2 separate regions of the Gossypium hirsutum genome follow, and region 1 is linked to region 2. The links are chromatin contacts, called in public Hi-C maps. All regions are on one chromosome and are shown on one strand. Each heading gives the region's core, a stretch centred on a gene start, on an enhancer-like site or on the middle of the called end of the contact. The rest is flanking DNA. Distances are from core to core; before and after follow the strand shown. Region 1 has its middle 23 kb from the start of LOC107952321. Region 2 holds the start of LOC107951699 (GLABRA2 expression modulator).

Region 1 (6,015 bases), core at 2,134-4,633, 120 kb after region 2:
TTCAACTCAACCGACTCATACAAATGAATCCCTATCATCTCATCCGATGGTCTCCCTTGCTGCCTGAAAATTATATTATGAACTCTTGACTGCAACTCTTGAGAGGCGCCACTTTTTTCACTGAATCTAGACATCTCATTTTCTTTATCGTTAAACAAAGCCATATTTTTCCTTTCCATTATGCACACTGTAGTGTGCTTCTCTCTATTCAAATTCAACGACACATCTACTGGTTGTATGGCTATGTTTTTTCCCAGATCAGCAGCACCTATAAGTCCCAGTTTTGATCCATCATCAAACACCCCATGCCCAACAATAGCCTTCACTCCAAATCTGCCATTATTGGGCCTTAGTGCTGACAGACCAAATTTTGGCCCAACACCTATCATTACCCTTTTTCCTTTAGCCTACTTTTTAGCCTTGGTATCCATAGATCTGCTCTTAGTCACTTGGAGCCCTAAAACCCCATTGTCACCTACACCCTTAATTTGTCCCCGATTTCTATCCTCTATTTATTCGTCAACTTTCCCGTCAACATCACCGAGATTTTCTCCCCTAATATCTCTAAAAAGCACTACCGGAATCATTGTTCCTCTTCTCCCCTGTGACTCGACTTCTCTCTTTCCATCGTCCCACCACTATACAAGGGTCAAAGAGCTCCTCCTCCACCCTCCGTTCAAGCCTCAACTTTTTCATCACTGGACTAGCACAATCAGAATCAGCCACCGGTGATGTCATTTTAACTCCCGAGCATAAGTTTGCTCCATGCCCATAAAGTTTACATTTGAAACAAATGTTAGGCAAAGTAACATATTTGACTCGTTGAAGGCGGCTATTGATTCTAACCTTGGACACTAGTGGCTTCCTCAAATCAACACAGACCGCCAGTCGCACAAACCTTCCCCTGCAAGCATAATCCATATGCATATCCAACTTAACCACCAATCCAACTGTTTGACCGATCGTCCTGAGAAGACAATCCGAAAATACCCCTCAAGTAATCTCAGAAGCCGTATCCAAACAACTTGTGATTCAATCCCACTCTGCGATGTTGAGAAATTTGGTGACCAAGGCCAAACAATCAAATATCTTCTAAAAATTACCCATGGCCCCCTAATTAAGGCCTTGTTGTAGTCATTCTCGTCCTGAAATCTAACTAGGAAGAAGTCGTTTTCAAGATCTATTAGTTGAATTGGGCATTTTGGATTCCATAATAAGGTAATCTTGTTCAAAAGGACATTAAATCATATCTTTCCCCCCAAAAAATTTAACAATAATAGTTCTAGCCATTCGACGCTCAATATACTATTGCACCCTATCCGAAAACGTAATCGACGGGACACCTTCAACCATTTCAGTTAACACATCCTCTTCAGTTAGGGCAAATCTTCCTCCATGAATACATTATGTTCCTTCTCCAATGACGCCCCTAATAGGGTTGACTTGTACGATGCTTTGGAAACACACCGGACCTTGAACTATTTGCTCATTTCTACCCACATTCCGGTCATCTTTGTCTAAATGTAGCTCTGACGTAGTGTGTACTTTTTTCGTAGCCCTGCCAACACCACTATTAGATCTCGAACTATTAGCACCCGTCGTGAGTTCCATCGTAAGAAGCATAACACTCGTCATTAACGCCAACATCAATTTTCGTTAGGGTTTATAAAAGGAAGATTGATCTTTTAAGAGCTGCCATTATTAGAACTTCAAAAACATGAACTTTATTACATTAGATTAGTATTTAGTATAATTTAAACGAAATATTTTAATTCCATAAACAATTTTTAAATATTGTCACATCCCTTCTTTTTAATTATTGAATTTTTATTTTGTATACCCAAAATGGACATATATTATCTTTAGAATCTCACTTTTGAAGTGTGAAGTGTAATATCAGTATCAAATATTTTTTTATATGTCTTATGTTAATTTTTTTTAAAATTTAACAATTTTATTTATCTGACTTTAGTATGGAATAGTAGTTTAAACTCTCTTTAAGCATTTAAATGATATAACTCAAAGTATCAAAACATGCCATTCACCTCACCCTCCATATTTTATTAATAAAATATGCATACACGAAAGCTTTCAATTCAACACATAATTAAGTATACTTTAAAAATAAAAACATACTTAACTATATTCTTAATGCTAATGAGTACTTGGTACAATTGTCAAAGTCAAAGACCTTGAGTCCTAAATATTCATATTCAAGATCCACCATGGACAATTAAATATATAGGTCTCTTAGTCTCATCATGAGTTGTTGTGATGTGTGAGATTTAGTCTAACTAGTCAATTTGTAGTCCGGATTGTTTCAGCTCATAATTGGTTTAAGCTATAATAGTTTGACTTTTTTATTCTAGTCCTGAATCCGTTTGCAATGTAGTAATTTGATTCTACACCCTAAATCAGACATGTATTTGTATTTTGATTGTAGTATGCTTTTAAAAAAATAGTCTTAATATGATAACTAGTTTTATGGTACAATCAGGGTAAGAAAAAAAACCATGTAAAAATATATTTATAAAAACTGTATACTAAAACCAAAAAAAGTTTAGTTGAAATGGTTTGGTTCATTTTCCCAAGTTTGAATTATATTATATTATTATTTTATTAAAAATATGAAAAGATAAAAATATCTTCATATTTATTTGTTATTTTATAAAAGTAAAAATATTGTAATAATTTTTAAATTGAATTGATATCCGATCAACTCACAATATCAACTCACTTAATATAATTAGTATAGATAAATAAATTAATCTTATGAATACATGTTGTTATGCATTGATGAAACAAAATCAAAATATTTGTTGTAATAACCCTTTAAAAAGAGTAAAAGAATGAATTCAAAGCAAGACAATTTTTAAGAATTCGTCTTACATTTGAATTTTAAAATTTATAATTTTGTTTAATTTTGTAAATATGAATAGATTTCATTTAGTATTATATTTTAAATTAAATTAAAATTAAACAATTATATATGTATGATGACAATTCGACTCATCAACGCTTCTAATATATGATGTGTAAAAAGAAATGTAAGAAGTGGGTGAAAGATGTGACAGAGATTGGGCCCCTAGATATGCATATGAGACAGAACAAGGGAAGGCAAAGGTATAAAGAAAAGGAGGGAGAGAGGAGAGGGTCCTATTAAGATTCGTTTGGATTGTTTATGTTACCTTTTGGAAAGCAATGAAAATTGAAATGAGGAATCTGAAAAAAGTTAAAGAAAGAAGTTTTGGCTTTTGCACCTTACATGGTCGGAGGTAGATTGATACCCTTTTTCTTTTTGAGCCTTTCAATTTATAGTTGAAACGACTATGACACTTCATTACCATTAAAAACCCATCTCTCTCCTCCAATCCAATACTCACACCCTTCCAATTTTTGCAACTCATAATGTGTGGGATGCCACATGCTCTCTGTTTGGACACCAAGTGGTCATTAATATGGTCAAATCGAGGGAATTTTTGGTCCAATGGATTGGATTGAAGAAAGGCTTTTCAAGATGTCCGTTGGACATATAAAATGGGAATAAGCAATCGAAAGGTGTGTTGGAGTCCAAAAGATTCATGATGTTGAAAAAAAAATTACAGTAAAGATCATTAAATTATTAGTAAGTTTACGTTTTAGTCAGTTAATCTTAAAAAATTGTAAAATGGTCACTAAACTATTCGAAAGTTTTTATTTAAGTCAATAAGTTATTAAAATCATTATTGCATGACCTATTTTGTTTTTACCGCTTATACTAGTCGAAAGCTCTCATTACTTTCTCCAATATTGGACATCACGAATCTATGAACCAAACCAAACAACTTTCTTCTCCAATCTCTGACACTGACCGTTAGATCAACTTGGATCTAAGATATGTTCTTCTACTTGTCAATGGGTACTAAATCACCGTATTGATTGTCAAATTGTCAATTAGAGCTCACTAGTTGGACTTTTAAAAAAATACTCAACAATCTAATGATTTAAATAAAATTTTTTTGAATGATTTAATGATTTAATGATTTAAATAAAAACTTACGAATAGAACATTAACCATTTTGTAATTTTTTAAAGTTTAGTTATCAAAACATAAACTTATTAATAAATTAACGACTTTGGATGTAATTTACTCAAAAAATTAAAAAAGAAACGAAGAGTATGATTGAATTACTCTTTCTTAAATTGGGCTTAAATTGATTTGGATTAAGTTAGATTTGACCCCAAGTGATAGAAGCCTTTGTCCCTCTTGGTTGAAAAGATTAAATTGATTTTTGATATTTAAATAAAATGTATAATTTAAGTCTTTTGATGCAAAATTTATGCTATTGATCCTTCAAAACTTTTTAATTTTATTTTGATTTTCCTAACACAAAATTTTGGCTTCTTCTAAGTGAAATAGCCATTGGTAATATATATGTGATTTAGCTTGCAAAACTTGTTGTTGGAATCTTACTTTATATAAAATATGTGAATTCTCCTTAATTAATTATTCAAATTAATTATCAATTCAGTCATTATAACTTAAGAAAGTTATATCTTAATCTCAAATTTTAGTTTAATCGGTTGGTAAAAAGAGGTGAGGGTTATAAATACATGGGAATAAATGGCAACACGTGCTACCCCTGATAATTGATTGTGTTGGGCTAATTAATGGACCAAATCCAAGTTGAAAAAGATGGCAAAGTCTGGTGGTCTTCTGTCCTTTGACTTCGTAGTCTAATCTTGGGCATTGAAGCATAAATGCTCCTTTCCATTGGACACCTTTAGTAGCATACAATGAAAGTGAAGGTTGTTGGATGAATTAATTACTTGTTTTATTTTAGATGCAGTGTCGGTTGGAGTTTGATTCCTAAGTTCAACCAATTTTCCTTTCACATATTTCATCAGAGTTATACCTTGTAACTACCATATCCTAATATCATTTAATAAAAGCATTAAGACTTGTTGGGTATCATCGAGTCTTAACTCAATTGGTATACATATTATTGCTAATATAGGAAAATGTGAGTTCAAGTGCATTAAAACGCATTATCCTCCTATTTATAGGTTGGAGAGAAGCTATGAATAGTTCTAGTATTAGATATAATCAAAACCTATAATAAAATGTAATCTCACAAGATTAACATATCACATTACATTGTTTCATCAACTTGTATAGTTCATATGTACTTTGAGATTAGGATGAGTTATTATGTTGTTATGGAAGTACTATGAAAAGGCTTATCATTCAATTAAACCTTTTAAATTGTCAATTGTACTCAATTAAACCTTTAAAATATAGTCTTCTATTAAAACCTTCGAAGAGCCATTAAGTGATGACGTGGTAGTTGATGTAGAAAATGATGATATAGGGTTAATCTTGTGTTTGATATGGAAATGATAATGTGGTAACTAGAGGTGTTCATGGGTCGGGCCGAGTTCGGGTCGGGCTCAACTAAAAAATCATGCCAATTTATTGGGTCTGGGCCCAAAAAAGGCCTAAAATTTTACCCAAGCCCAACCCAAATAAAAATACTAAAACTCGGGCCCGACCTGGCCTGCCCGTATTAAGTTTTTATATTATTTTTAAATATATATAATACATCAAAAATACTAAAAATATCAAAATAAATATTTTCCAACAAATTGAAAATAAATTTTAAAAAATATGTAGACTTAAATAACACTAAGATAGATGCAACTTAATAAGCAAATGCCTCTAAAATAATAACAATAAATAGTAGTAACTTAATTAACAATAAAATAAGTTTTACACAATATTCAAACAATAACAACAAAATAGTAGTAACATAATAGTAAAATAGTAGCAAAATAGTGAGAAAACAATAAGAAAATAATATTCAAAAATAAATTAAAAAAATGCAAAAAAATTTTGTCATTTAGTGAATTCGGGCCGGGTCGGGCTGGACCCGGGCTAAAAATACCTTACCGAGGTCAAGCCCATTTTTTAACAGACCTTTTTTTTTTTTGTCCAAGCTCATTTTTTAGGTTTATATTTTTGCCCAAACCCTCTCA
Region 2 (5,822 bases), core at 1,069-3,568:
GATGTTCAATTTTCACAATCTTTAAACTAAGTTGGTTTCATTAAATTTGTTGATTGAAATAATATAACTTTTGATTCTTAATAAAAATATATATAAATTTTTTTTAATTTAAAAATATTTTTATTAAGAAAAAACCATATGTATTCAAAATCCAAGAAAATAAAAGAACTGTAGGATGACTAACGGGGAGGATCACTAAACCCGAGTTAGCAGGCTCACCCCATACACCAATAATCTATTATTCTACATCCCCATCAAACGAGTTCACCAGATTATTAACATTCAAAGGTTCTAAGAAATAAACAAGTAAAACAATTCATTCAGTGTGGTTTACATGTAAGAAGGCTATCTGAAAGAGAAAATGAGCTATCTATTAGCCAAATGAACCCAACAAAAAGATAATGCTAAAACAATGAACATAACACCAAGCAATCAGAAATTAAACAACCGAATTCAGAATCATCTTCTATGGGTCGAGTCAACACATGCACAACTAACATACAATCCAACATGATGATGACATGGCCAAGATGCCAAAATTTTAGCCACGACAAAGCCTCCCTGACAACAAAAACCTCTATTATCCTAAGACTGAACGACGCCCTTTCAAACCCCGTAAGGCCTTTTACTAGGTGACCATGATTGTCGCGAATAACCACCGCCAACCTCGATAGCATGTTTGTCTTCAAAATTTGAGGCATCAACAAGGGCGAATCTAAGGAGATTGGCAGGGGTCCCGACTCAATTTTTCATTTTGATCTTTTAAAATTTTTAAAATTATAATTACTAGGTGACCATGATTGTCGCGAATAACCACCGCCAACCTCGATAGCATGTTTGTCTTCAAATTTTGAGGCATCAACAGGGGCGAATCTAAGGGGATTGGCAGGGGTCCCGACTCAATTTTTCATTTTGATCTTTTAAAATTTTTAAAATTATAAATTAGTAAAGGTAGAATTGTACTTTGGCCCCACTAAAAATGATAAAATTTTGATTTAATCCTTTAAAAATTACTATAGTAAAAGTTACAATTTAATTTCGGCCTAGCTTCACTCCTGGACATCAACGTTAAATTTGATAAAACCATGATGAGGTGACTGCCAACATATTGTCCCATACGAACAAGGAACGAGTATCACCACCTAAGCCATCTCCCTCCCGCACACCGACCTAAACCACACCCACCATACCCGAGGCTGACGGATCAGTGGCAGAAGTATAAACCATGTTGGCTACCATTCAATCTTGCACTAAACAGTCAGCATTATAGATAACCCAAGACGGAGAAAGCTCACAATGTTGCCATTGAACGAGATTCTGGGCTAACCAAATTTACCACAGAAGCACAAGCCCTCGGCGCATGGCCACATAACAAAGCCAACCGTCCCAACAAAAAATCATTCTATGTAACATTATCGGTAGGGATATTTACAGGCCATCGAACTGCCTGCACTTTACAACAATGCAACAGAACATGTTCAACATCCTCATCCCCATGGCCCTGGTAACATTCGGCCGACACCGCAATACACGTCTCAAGTAGCGGCATTTTAACAGGAAGAAAATGGTGCAGGCAACGCCATATGAATTCCTTCACTTGAGGAGAACTTGCACTTGCCAAACTTGTTGCCAAGGTCCATCCCGAGCCAATTCATTCACGTTTGAGTACATGCTCATCGCTGTTATGTAGGCTGACTTAACACTATACTAACCATCAACAGTAAAATGCCATATAAGCTTGTCAAGATGAGGACTTAAGCTGAAGAGGATTCACTATATATATTTTTTATTCCTAACATCAATTCAGTAAAAAAATTAAATAATAACTTCATAATAAAACTTCAAACTTTGAGAGCCTCAAATAAACATTAAAAGCTTCTAATAAAAATAACAAACAAAAAATAAATTAAAAATACACAAATATGTAAGTTATTCCTATATATATATATATATGATGCAACACCTCTAAAAATCAACTTTCATTAAAAATCAACTTTCATTGACATATAAAAGAAACAATTTTAAATCGACAACTAGAGATTTGCTATAAAAATAAAGAAATATATATTTAAAATATTTTAGATTTGAATTAAAATATTTATTTTATTGAAAATAGTTTTCAAAAAATAATTGCTTAAAAATATTTTACTTTCAAAAAATCAATTTAGATTTTAAAATTTATTTTTTGTGAGTTGCAACCAAAAATTGGTGAAATTATAAACAAACAGAAAGTACAGCAACTAATATCAAAATTTAACCAAATATGTAACTTAAGAACAAAATTGAAAGATAATATAGATTCCTGGATGAAATTAGATCTATTAATTGGATTTTAGGACAAAGTTGGTGGAGCCCGTAACACTTAAAGCTTTCAATAACAGTCTCCTCTCCTGCTAAACTTCTAGCAAACGATCCCTCATGCCACTTTACGCACGGCCTGCTTTTCCTCGAACATTCTAGAGCAATGGAACAAACGAAGACAGAAACGCAACCCAACTCCAGCTCAGCTCCGATCCGAGAACCGAACCTGAAAGACTCGGATCCCGCAATGGATGCGGAGGGCTTTGTTGTGGTTCCAACATCAGAGCCTCAGGAAAAGGAAGAGAAAGAGACTCAGAATCCGAAAGTGAGTCAGATTCAAAGCGAGCAATCACCGGTTCAGTCACCATCTGGATCGAGGAAATCAGTTCATTGGAGTCCGGAATTGATCAGCGAGTCGCGTGCTGTGGATCACAGTTCCACCATGTCAGCTCCTGACGGATCCAATCCTTACGTTACTCATGCTCCGCCTACGGAATCTTCTTCCGCTTCCTTCAAAGGCAAGCCATTACACATTTTATTTCTATTTTGATTTTTTTTTTAAATTAATTATTAAATTATTTCTTTTCTGAACTTGGAACCAGAGAAGATGGACACAGTGAAGGATGTCTTAGGGAGATGGGGGAGGAAGGTGGCAGAAGCGACGAGGAAAGCAGAGGATCTGGCCGGGAACACGTGGCAGCACTGTATTTTTTCTGTTTTCTTTTAGAATTTCAATTGCTTTCTAGTTTATTTTTAATATTTGGTGCTTCCCCTCTTGGTTGGATTTGTATCTGGTATGAATTCTATTGCGATTGGGCTTTTAGGGTTAGAATTGATATCGAGCGCTTGGTCATTTTGGCTGGTTGATATTACTGAAAGCTGAAATCTCAGATACTGAATTAGGGTTTAATATCTGGGTGAACTATTTGGTAGGGTTCGTGTTTTGTATAGCACGCTAGTTCTAAGAGTACTATAGGATATTAGGGAAGCATCATTTTGGCAATGTTGGACAACTTTAGATATTGTGATTAAGGAAAGGGAGAGAATGTAATAAACTTCATTCTTTTTTCTTGTTTTTAACATGCTTTTAGGAAATGTAGTATTGATTTGTCAAGTGTTGGCTGGAGTTAGCATTTGTGTCTTAAATATTTACTAGGGAAAGAATAGAATTTGATGTAAGATTTAAGGTCAGCGTACTGCAGTTTCCTCAATTGGCATGTTCACTTCTTATAAAGCAGGCTTAAGATTTGAGTTATAGACTTGCATTTAATCAAACAAAAGACTTGAGCTGATAAAATATTTGACAAAGCAAAATGTGACTTATTTACACCCTAGCCGAGGGAGGTAATCAGGGGTGAGAAAACCTGGTGGACCTTCTGTACAAGCATCTACCCAAACATAGAGTTAGTGTTATGAATGGCTCAGTAAAAAAGAGGAGGGGGGGGGCATGATGTAGCATTAGTTTCCAGAGATTTAGTGGTTATTGCTTCCATATCTCTCAATGGTTAGTAAGAGCTTTCTAGTCTGCTGTGGTTGACCTTGGATCAGAAGCAAGCTAGTTGTTCCTTTATTCTGCATTTAGTCATATAGCTAATTATTTAAAGTCTAAACATTTTAGTTTTCTTAAGTCATGGGTATCATCTGATTTATCCTTAGGGATGCTCAAAACTTACCCATATATTAAATATAACTGAAAGTATATTCTTGTTTCTTCTAATCGATAGAATTATTATTATCCAAACCATATTTGCTATTTCTTTGTTGAGATGTTATATTCTTGTTTCTTCTAATCGATAGAATTATTATTATCCAAACCATATTTGCTATTTCTTTGTTGAGATGTCTCGTGGACATTTGTTGATGACAGCTCTTGCACTATAAATGTCTCCTAAACTTTGTCCAACTTTGGGGTCTCTTTTTTTTTTTTTTTCTCCTTATACTTCTCACCTTCTGTCTCTAACATTAGAACTCTATTCATCCACCTAATTGCTTTCTTTAAGTGCATGCTACAATCATATAAATTGTGCATCACTTTCTTAATGCTTACATTGTTTCTTGAGCAGTCTATAACACAATTGCACATCCCTTTTGTACTTAAGGCCATCTCTAACTCCTTATTCGCTACATTATTGCCTCTTTTTTGGTCATTATTCATTACATTACCTCAACTTAGTCATACACAGAATGATCACAAAGTAATGATCTTATGCATCCTTCATCGTGCCTGGATTCTTTTCTACTGGTCTTGTATGGCACCTTTTAGAATCATACTGTTGCTTCTATTTGGGCATGGGACATTGCCAAAGATTCAATTTTACAAAAGACAGAAACATGGAAAATTTTGTGGGCACTTTCAAATTAAAATAATATGCTATTTCTGATTTTTCCCCTTTTGCTCTCACCCTTTGTCTTCTGTCTTGCTTATGAAGTAGTATGACATACATAAAATTACTGAAAATATGTTTTTCGCTTTTCTTTATCAGTAAAAACAAGTCCTAGTTTTGCTGAGGCTGCCATGGGAAGAATTGCTCAGGGAACAAAGGTTTTAGCAGAAGGTGGGTATGAGAAAATTTTTAGACAAACTTTTGAGACGGTACCTGAAGAGCAACTTCAAAATTCTTTTGCATGTTACTTGTCCACATCGGCTGGTCCTGTCATGGGAGTTTTATATGTATCTACAGCAAAGCTTGCGTATTGCAGTGACAGTCCTCTTTCCTATCAAAATGGTAGCAAGACTGAATGGAGCTACTACAAGGTTTGTTTGCATTAGCCTTAACATGCTTCCATTTTAAAAGGACTGGTCACAATGAGATCCTATTTCCTCCACTTTATTCTGTTGAAGACATATTGCATCAGTAACTTTTTTGCATCAAAACATTTGGGTACAGGTTTACAGTATAGGGACTTACTGACTTACAGTTCTTGACGTTTCTTCTGTCTGCTTAAACAGGTAGTTATCCCATTACATCAACTTAAAGCAATTAATCCTTCAACAAGCAGAGTCAATCCTTCTGAAAAGTACATCCAAGTTAGCTCTGTTGATAGTCATGAATTTTGGTTCATGGGCTTCTTAAATTACGAGGGTGCAGTTCAATGCCTACAGGAAGCTTTGCAACAGCATAGCTTACAATCTGTGTGATAATGATTTGACCAGTATATCGGTTGCAACATGTTGTCATGCAAGCATTTGGTCTGCTGCTTGAGGCATTTGATGGTAAATGCTCCTTCGGAAGCTCTTCAATATTCTGTGGCAATGAAAAAATAGGTAAAAACATAGAGTGATATCTGGATATTATATGGCAATTAGAAGAAAAGAATACAATGAATCTGTTCTGTTTTAAACTCATCTGATTGTAATTTACTATAATCCTTCCAATAACTTATAGCATACCGAAGGTTTCCGGTGAAACTAGTTGCTGCGTTTCCTTCTCCTTCTCCATTGATTTTTGTTGCCCCATTTTCATTACCTGCCTGGGTAGTTTCAACATCTTTTACTATATCAAAACTGCTTTGTCGAATAG

The links. Hi-C and Micro-C count contacts between places; a contact is called where the count stands out from the background.
Region 1: a Hi-C map of leaf shows a contact between it and region 2, with 2.0 times the contacts expected there. The contact joins the enhancer-like site here to the promoter of LOC107951699 in region 2. A contact is called at or near these places in 6 of 34 Hi-C or Micro-C datasets (anther, hypocotyl, leaf and 1 more).

The regions. Positions count from the first base shown.
Region 1 is chrA02:98,451,213-98,457,227 of Gossypium_hirsutum_v2.1, forward strand. No RefSeq gene overlaps it. Among protein-coding and RNA genes, the nearest start is that of LOC107952321, 23 kb to the left of the region's middle. Within about 2 kb of position 3,384, at least 3 of the 9 cell types and tissues checked have an H3K27ac peak or open chromatin away from gene starts, as enhancers often do. A contact at or near this core is called in hypocotyl and leaf, where this site is marked.
Region 2 is chrA02:98,327,339-98,333,160 of Gossypium_hirsutum_v2.1, forward strand. It overlaps LOC107951699 (GLABRA2 expression modulator), which reads left to right and starts at 2,319. Exons shown (of 4, transcript XM_016886826.2): 1 at 2,319-2,819; 2 at 2,904-3,005; 3 at 4,785-5,056; 4 at 5,252-5,710. The coding sequence starts at 2,465. The coding sequence ends at 5,440.